Linked DNA regions of Mus musculus: all the other regions are linked to region 3. Evidence: chromatin contacts called from public HiChIP or PLAC-seq and promoter capture Hi-C data. All regions are on one chromosome and are shown on one strand. Each heading gives the region's core, a stretch centred on a gene start, on an enhancer-like site or on the middle of the called end of the contact. The rest is flanking DNA. Distances are from core to core; before and after follow the strand shown.

Region 1 (2,700 bases), core at 75-2,574, 1.2 Mb after region 3:
CTTACCCTAAATAATACACAGCAAGAGTCTACAAAATTGTGAGTCAAAGTAAATATGAGAAACTGAGAATTTTTCAAGTATTTTATAGTATTGCTTTTAATAAATGGGGAGAGAGGTAATGTTAAACCACGCAGTCAAAAGGAAATAGGAAAGAAATCAACCATCAAAGATTCCAGATCTTTTAATGTTTCTGAAATAAATTAGATTAAGTCCAACCACCGTTTGGTAAGAAAGAGCTAGTACCTCACTTTTATCTATACCACCATTTCTTTCCTCCTCATATGTCACAGTTTCTTTCTCTGATGTATTGTTTATACAACTTCCCTGGCATCTGTTTAGTTCAGGCTCTAAACCTTCTTCTTTCTTCTCCTTGTTCTTTCTTCTTCTTCTTCAAAGATTTATTTATTATTATTATTATTATTATTATTATTATTATTATTATATATAAGTACACTGTAGCTGTCTTCAGACACACCAGAAGAGGGCGTCAGATCTCATTACAGATGGTTGTGAGCCACCATGTGATTGCTGGAATTTGAACTCAGGACCTTCGGAACAGCAGTCACTCTTACCCACTGAGCCATCTTCTTAAACCTGCATATGATAGTATCTCTAATAGTCAACTGGTTTCAAAATGCAGTCTGAGTACCAGAGTTAGAACCATTTAGCATAGTTGGAAGATGTGCCATCTCCTGGACACAATACTACTGTACAATATTAAAACTGTAGCATGAATCCCATATGTAATCGTACATGCTCTGGTATAGGCCTTAAACGATCAAAAAGAAAGTACATATGACTAAAAACTTAAAAGCAAGCTAATTGCAAAAAAAAAAAAAAAAAAAAAAAAAAAAAGGAAATCAAGTGTCTCTATCATTTAAATCCTTTGTGGACTTATAAAATCTATGTAGTATAGAAAAATAAAGACATTACTAAATGATTATTAGTGTGTGTGTGTGTACACAATTTGCAGGGGTTCGCTTCTCTACTTGGTGACAAGCATCATTAAGCTTCTGTCCCACCTAGTTCCCTTCATCATATTTAACAAAACCAAAAACCAGGTTCTCCCAGACTTGAAACTATCCTCGAAGCTGAGACCATGCTTCAGGGATGCTCAGACCACGGGTTTGACAGGCAGGTAATCTCAGGACCATCTCTGGGCCGCTTCTAGGTCACCTCATCCGAGGTCCTGCACAGTACGGACCTTGTAGGTCACCAGGACCTGGAACAAGACGCCCCAACCACTCTGCGCTTGCTCATTCGGTCAGCCAGCGAGGGCGGAGCCAGGGCCGGATACAAGTCGCTTTGGGCGGGGCTTTAACCCGTGGTGCAACTGGGCATAGGGCGGAAGAGCCGATGTGGAGCGGAATGTTGAAGAGACCCGGCTCTCTAATGTGGGAGGGGCTTAGGGAACAAAACGGAAGCCTGAGGCGGCCTTAGGGAGGGATTCGGAGTTACAAAGCCAGCCGGAAACTGGCGACGTAGGTGGGGCTTAGGGCTCATTACGCCTGCGCACCGAGCAACCGGCGGGCTGCGTAGTTATTTTTGAACCGGGTGGCGGGGAATAGCTTAGAAGCCATTAGGGCGCCGTCTGCGGTGAGGTTGGTAGTGTTCTCCGTTCGATCTAGTGATGGCACAGCAGCTCGCCCGAGAGCAAGGCATCACCCTGCGTGGGAGCGCAGAAATCGTGGCCGAGTTTTTCTGTGAGTGCTGAGCGCAGCCCCCGCCGCCAGAGAGAGCTGAGGCTGAGCCGGGCCTTAGGACGCGCGCTAGGACGGAACCACGGATCCTCCCGGGGGCGGGGAACGCTGCACCACCCAGCGCAGGCCTGGGCCTCCTGGAACCTAACGGGGCTGACCTGGGTCATCATCTTACTCGCTCTCTGAAAGCTGGGGTCTGTGTTGACATCCTCTGACCACATGCTCTGTATTTACACTTAGCAAACCTGCGAAGTTGGACATTGCTGGGTTAAAGGTTTTCCGTGTCTTTTTGTGCCTACTCTGCTTTCTGGGAGACTTAAACGTTATTACACGGTTACGGCTTTATTTCTTTCGTTTTCAGCATTTGGCATCAACAGCATTTTGTATCAGCGTGGCATTTATCCGTCGGAAACCTTTACTAGAGTGCAGAAATATGGACTCACCTTGCTTACAACTACTGACCCCGAGCTCATAAAGTATCTCAATAATGTGGTGGAACAGCTAAAAGGTAATCACGTTTTCAGTGTGTGATCTTACAGGTTTGTGTCCCAAGTAACTTAAAGCAACATGCCTTCTCAAATGTCATTCTCAACTGGGAGGAAGCAAGCAATGGAGGGAATCCCCACCTCTTTTTAAGTAGGCTGAATGTCTTGATGTTAGGAATCTTTAAGCTGCTTTAAGAGTGGGTTTTGTAGGTTAACCAGTTGCAGCAAATTGGAAATTTTACCCGATTAAAAGGATTTCGCCATTCTGTGTTTTGCTTTGTAGCTCCCAATGAAATCATACAAAATACCAATTCTAAAAGCATTGCAACTGCCTTTTTTTCTCTTTGAGTTTTATTGTACGTGAAAGGGTGTTGTAGTTTGTTTTAATTGTAAATTCATTAACAGTGTTTATTGCTTTTTTTGTTAACTTCAGTATTAAAATGGCCTTTTGGTGGCCACCTGAACATGGTTAGCTTGGCATCTGTCTTTAAGGCCGTTTTGTTTTGCTTTGCTTT
Region 2 (2,700 bases), core at 30-2,529, 1.1 Mb after region 3:
TTTGTAAAAGCATCCCAGCCTGCATCTGTGCGGGTTCTATGGCGTTTCAATGCTCTGTGCTGCTTCTCCCTGCTCTCCACTGCCATCTCCAAATTCCACCTTAAGGTAACTGCTGCCATGTGGCAAACTCCAGTAATAAAGTCCCATCAAACAGGCAGAGAGCAGGGAATCCTCTTTTTCTATTGGTTCCTTCCTGACTCTTAAAAGCGCTGACTCATAACCCTGTGTCCCTTCAAAACAAAGTAAAATGGAAAAAAAGAAAAAAGAAAGAAAAACTTAGTTACTCGAAAGGAGCATAAAAACTTACCTGCTTATGTGGTTGACTTCAAGAAGGCATCTAAGATCAGCAGCACGTCCTTCAAACTTATCCCCAGTTGGTTTCTCTACTGACTGCAATAGTAAAACTGAAATCCTTTGCAACACGTGTTTGCACTGGGGACGATGTGGACTCAGGAGGAGACTGTGGTTCCATTCCTCTGTCGTGGCTTTACTCAGTGAAGACACCACACAAAAGCCAAAGATGAGCCAGTGAGTCGGATTGGGTGAGGGCAAAGAGAAAGCTCTGGAATTTGGGGACATCACAACAAAGTGACTTTTGGGAAGTTACACTATTGAAGCCAAACAGTTTTAGCTCCTTGTAAAAACACAATTGTGTAATCACAGAATTAAAATCTCAGTACTTCTTTTGTCTTTATGCTCCTATATTTTTATTACTGTGTAATTATTATGTCATACATTTTCCATGAAAATTTTCTCTACATCAATATCCTCTCATAGTATTTTAAAACTTTTTAAGTAGAGATGTGGATTTCTCTAATCATTAACTTCTATCTGGTTAAAGAAAATGAGAATAGTTGTAATATGTTTATATAATATAATCATACTTTTAAAGTATACAAGGAAATACTGGTTTGTTTTACAAACACTGTATTTTAACCAGCTGGTAATAATCATTGAGCCTAGGAAAAGATAAAGAGTGATTGTAATAAAGAGTTGCAAACACTACATCCAAGATACCCAGTTTTCTATAAGAAGAGATAGAAATAAAGGGTAATTGTTTTAAATCAAGGAGTCCCAACACTAAGGAAAGAGACAGAAGAGATCTTATGTTCTAGGCTAGCCTGGGCTACATGGTGAGTCTTTGTATAAAAAATAAGAAACAGTCAAAGAAAATGAGAGACTTCCAGGGTGAACACTTACTTGTTGGTCTCAGATATCAGAAGGAATAAAACTACAGCTCTCTCCACTGAGTAGATCCTAACAATGTTCACAAAAAGAGCCAAGGCTTCTAAGGAGGGAATCTTTTCAAACAACGTGTATGTGCTTGCTTTGTTTTGTGAATTCTAGGTAGAGATCTTCTAGGCTTTCTTCCGTGTCCAAGTTGTGAACAGCTAGTGAGTACAACTAGAAAAGGAGAAAATAATGTGATTCTTTAAAATATTTTAAAGAAATAAATCTTGCAAGGAAACTGTAACTAAAAACATCCTGGAGACTTTTCTGCGGAACTATAATCTTCAAGTTTGTGTTTATTTCTCTCTTCAATCTATCTAATCTTCCACAATTGTTTAGGGTTAAGAAAGCTGAAGCAAGATATCTGATGAATATTTAATTTCCACTTGTTTGTACGTATGTGATTATTCATATAATAGTCCCATGGATTTTTATGACATCTGCTTTGTTTTAAATAGTAAAGACATTTTTTTTTTGTTTTTCCTAAAACTGAGTTTTTACTTGAGACCCTAGTGCCATCTACTGAAACAAATTAAAACTACAGCCTTCTTACCATTGTTGAATAAGCACAACTTCCAAAGTAGCTTAGCCCTTGTCCTTACAATGTTTCGTTATAAAAAAAACACTTATTGTTTTTCCGCATATATCCAGGAAAATAGTCTCAACTCTCTGTTTCAACTGAAGAATCTAAAATTCATAATTATAAGTCTTTGATGAGCATTTCCTGGTAGAAACACAGTTTCTGGGTGAACCAAACAGAATTTGCCCTGTTCTAGGAACACAAAGATGAACTGAAAGTTCTATTTCCATATATTCTAGCTTAGGAAGAGTGCATCTCAGTGGTACTGTGCTGCTTGGTACACACAAGGTACAGAGTTCCATCGCCAGTTTTGAAAAAAATAAGTTCATTAGATCGAAAAATAATCATACATTTTGCAAACATTTCTAAATGTTCATTCTGAGAATAACAACGTGAAAGTTATTTTTGAGAGGTTTTAGACAACTGGATATCTTTTTAACTGAGAAAAAGTAGGCAAAAGTTCTGATAATGTATTTAGACAGTCTTACTATTTAGTATCAGAGCTGCAGCAGCACACACGTCAACTGAAGCTCTTCTATGAGCTGTGTGTGTTTACTGTCACTTCTTGATTAGTTATAGATAGCACAGTATAGTAACAATACCTTTGAAATGCTGGCAAGTAATGGAGTGACAATATTCAAATTGTAAAATACAACATGAAAATTAACTTTATATCTCCTCACATTCTTAGTTACCTGCTTATTTTGCTGTTAGCTCAATGCATGTGTTCTCCTGGACTGTACACAATACACAGTTATTGATTATTTAATTAAATTTAGACTTTCCTGTGTTCTCCTAACCCACCAAAACTATATATAAAGGCAAATATGTTACAGTCCATAATGTAAAGGAAGATTGATGTATATGTACAGATAAAATTTAATAGGCCA
Region 3 (2,700 bases), core at 170-2,669:
TTGAAGCAGTGCCGCTTACTGGCTTGCTCTTTCATGGCTTGCTCAGCCTGATTTCCTATATCGTCCAGAATCACCTGTCTGGGTTGGCACTGCCTACCCAGATCCGGGCTCTCCCACATTAGTCTTTAACCAAGAAAATACTCCCCAGACTTGCCTATAGGCATTTTCTCAAATGTGGTTTCCTCTTCTCTTGTGCTAAGCTGATAAGAAACTCTGCCTTGTACTAAGATGTTTAAACAAAACAAAAACAAAACAAAACAACTAACTAGAACATCACAGACTAGACAAACTTCTTGATGCTTCCCATAATTAAAGTGCAAACTATAGCCATACAGAAACCAGTCCATGTTTCTTCATAGCAGTTTTATAGCCCAAAGCTGGAGACACCCCAACTGTTTTACAAGGAAGGAATAGTGAAATAAACTAGTATATGTCAGCAATACACCCCACAACTTGGACAGATTGACAATACACTTCACAACCTGGTTAGATTTACAAAACATCTCACAACCTGGATAGGTTTACAGCATATTGTGTCAAGGTGGAGGAGATCACATACACACAAAGTATATAGATTCTGATTCTGTTTATATTATTATACTCTTGACAGATGTGCAGAGACTGCTAGAGGTTAGAGGTCATGAACGGAGGAGCGCGGTCATGGTCATGAAAATGTCCCAGAGTGAGATCTGGGCGGTGATGGAGTTTTGTATCTTGATTTTGTTACACACACACACACACACACACTCTCTCTCTCTCTCTCTCTCTCTCTCTCTCTCTCTCTCTATCTATGTCAATTTTTAGGTTTGTACTTTGTCATACACAGTTATGACAAAACGGAGAAAGTCAGAGTATGCCTGGAACCCTCTTTTTATGACTGCAACTTCTCTTCTGTAATTATTATTTCAAAGCTGAAAAGACTTGAACTCCACTTTGCCATGGGTAGTTGTGGCCCATACATGATTTTACAAGAGGAGAACCAAGAGGCTTTCCAAACCTCAACAACAGTTTTTGTTTTAGTATCATCAACCTGGGCTGGGGCATGGCTTTGGGTGGTTCCAGCAAGGCAGGGCACTCCTTGTTAGGTGCTTTGCTGCAGGAGGCGGCTCTCCAGGGGCTGGGAAGTGCGCGGAGGGGCGGGGTTCAGCTCCACTAAGGTCCAGAAAACTGGACACTGAGCCTCGCGTGGCGCTGCGAGGTTTCTGAGGACCGCAGCGCCTGGCTGGGAACTTTCTTAGAACTGCAAACAGTTTGGCGGCTCTGACTTTGCTCTGGTCACTGCTAGACTCTCTCGCGCCGCTCGCACGGCACGGCAGGGCACGGCACGGCACGGCACGGCGGCACGGCTTCTGGCTTCTCTCCTATACCTCCCGGTCCTCGACTGCCCCACGCGCGGACGAGACGCCTCCCGAGCCCGGCATGTCGTGGAACTTGACCGCGGAGCAGCTCTCGGCGCTGCTTCGGCTGCACAACCTGACGCGCGCTCAGTTCATCGCGCACTATGGGCTGCGGCCACTGGTGCTCACCCCGCAGCTTCCCGCGCGCGCCAGGCTGGCCCTCCTGCTGGTCGGCATGCTCATCTTTGCCCTGGCGCTCTTCGGCAACGCCCTGGTAGTCTATGTGGTGACCCGCAGCAAGGCCATGCGCACCGTCACCAACATCTTCATCTGCTCCCTGGCACTCAGCGACCTGCTCATCGTCTTCTTCTGCATCCCGGTCACCATGCTCCAGAACGTCTCGGACACCTGGCTGGGGGGTAAGGAGGTCCCCGCTAGGCATTTTCCTTTCTGGTCGCCTTTTGTTTTCTCCATCAAGAGAACCCCTGAATTTTTGGAACTTCTCAGCAGGGCTTACTTGCTGAGGGGGCGTTTGTTTCTTTGTTTTATTTTCTGCTTGGGGCCAGCATCCCTCCTTGTCCCATAGATATATTGATTGTGGTAAGATTTAAGTACAGTCCACAGCAGCATGATTCTTCATTCATTTCAGCCCCTCACCGTAATTACATGCTGTTCCCCCACACGCTGTTTAAAATAAACCATTGCAATTTTAGAATAATCTTTCAAATAATAAAACATTTCAAAGGTCATTTTTTTTTCTCTTCTTTCCCCCAACTTCCAGGTTTCCTTCCCAGTTATATATGTGGCTTCCAGACAAGGTTTTGCATGTATTAACTAATAACACACAGACTTAAAACCTTTCACAACAAGTAGACACTGAGCAAAAATGTGTTGGTTTAGTAATATTAAGTAAACATGTCCCCTCTTCATTTCTAAAGGACAGGTGAAATTGCTCTTCATTAGAACAAGGGGTAGGACTGGCAAAGAAATCAGAGACTGGAGGCAATGAGAGAGGCAGTGGGTGGAACAGAAGAAAGGTGGACGCTGGGTTCCAGGGGCCTCGAGATCACTGATAATGATCTCCCACTGCTTCCAGGGCAACTTAGGCAGGAAATAGCAATTCTACCCCTGCTTTCTAGAGTGCTGTATCCTGTGGGTACATTGAAATTCTTAGAAAGTGGTTGTAAATGCATGAGAAATGGATCATTATGCCTTCTTACCCTGCCATTTCTGTCCCTAAGGCTAATTTATTTAAACTACTGGAGGCTCTTTCATCACTCCTTACCTCCTACCACTAGGGGATTACCAGCGAATACCTTCAGTGTTGCGGTTTTTCATGAACTTGAGTTGCATTAATTGTTGG

What was found. Promoter capture Hi-C pulls out the DNA fragments that hold promoters and counts their contacts. HiChIP or PLAC-seq counts read pairs in DNA pulled down with a chosen protein or histone mark.
Region 1: a contact with region 3 is called in an H3K27ac HiChIP or PLAC-seq map of embryonic stem cells, with 7 times the contacts expected there. The contact joins the promoter of Mad2l1 here to the promoter of Qrfprl in region 3. A contact is called at or near these places in 7 of 39 promoter capture datasets (the 3T3-L1 cell line, the SN4741 cell line, cranial neural crest and 4 more) and 8 of 115 datasets of contacts at active chromatin or transcription factors (astrocytes, bone marrow-derived macrophages, embryonic stem cells and 2 more).
Region 2: a contact with region 3 is called in a promoter capture Hi-C map of hippocampal neurons, with 5 times the contacts expected there. The contact joins the promoter of 2610300M13Rik here to the promoter of Qrfprl in region 3. A contact is called at or near these places in 7 of 39 promoter capture datasets (the 3T3-L1 cell line, the C10 cell line, cranial neural crest and 4 more).

Annotation. Positions count from the first base shown.
Region 1 is chr6:66,533,897-66,536,596 of GRCm38.p6, forward strand. Mad2l1 (MAD2 mitotic arrest deficient-like 1) reads left to right here and starts at 1,325. Exons shown (of 6, transcript NM_001355624.1): 1 at 1,325-1,703; 2 at 2,062-2,208. The coding sequence starts at 1,631.
Region 2 is chr6:66,465,204-66,467,903 of GRCm38.p6, forward strand. It overlaps 2610300M13Rik (a long non-coding RNA gene), which reads right to left and starts at 1,280. Exons shown (of 3, transcript XR_869151.1): 1 at 1,201-1,280; 2 at 308-562.
Region 3 is chr6:65,379,875-65,382,574 of GRCm38.p6, forward strand. Qrfprl (pyroglutamylated RFamide peptide receptor like) reads left to right here and starts at 1,420. Exons shown (of 6, transcript NM_175524.4): 1 at 1,420-1,756. The coding sequence starts at 1,420.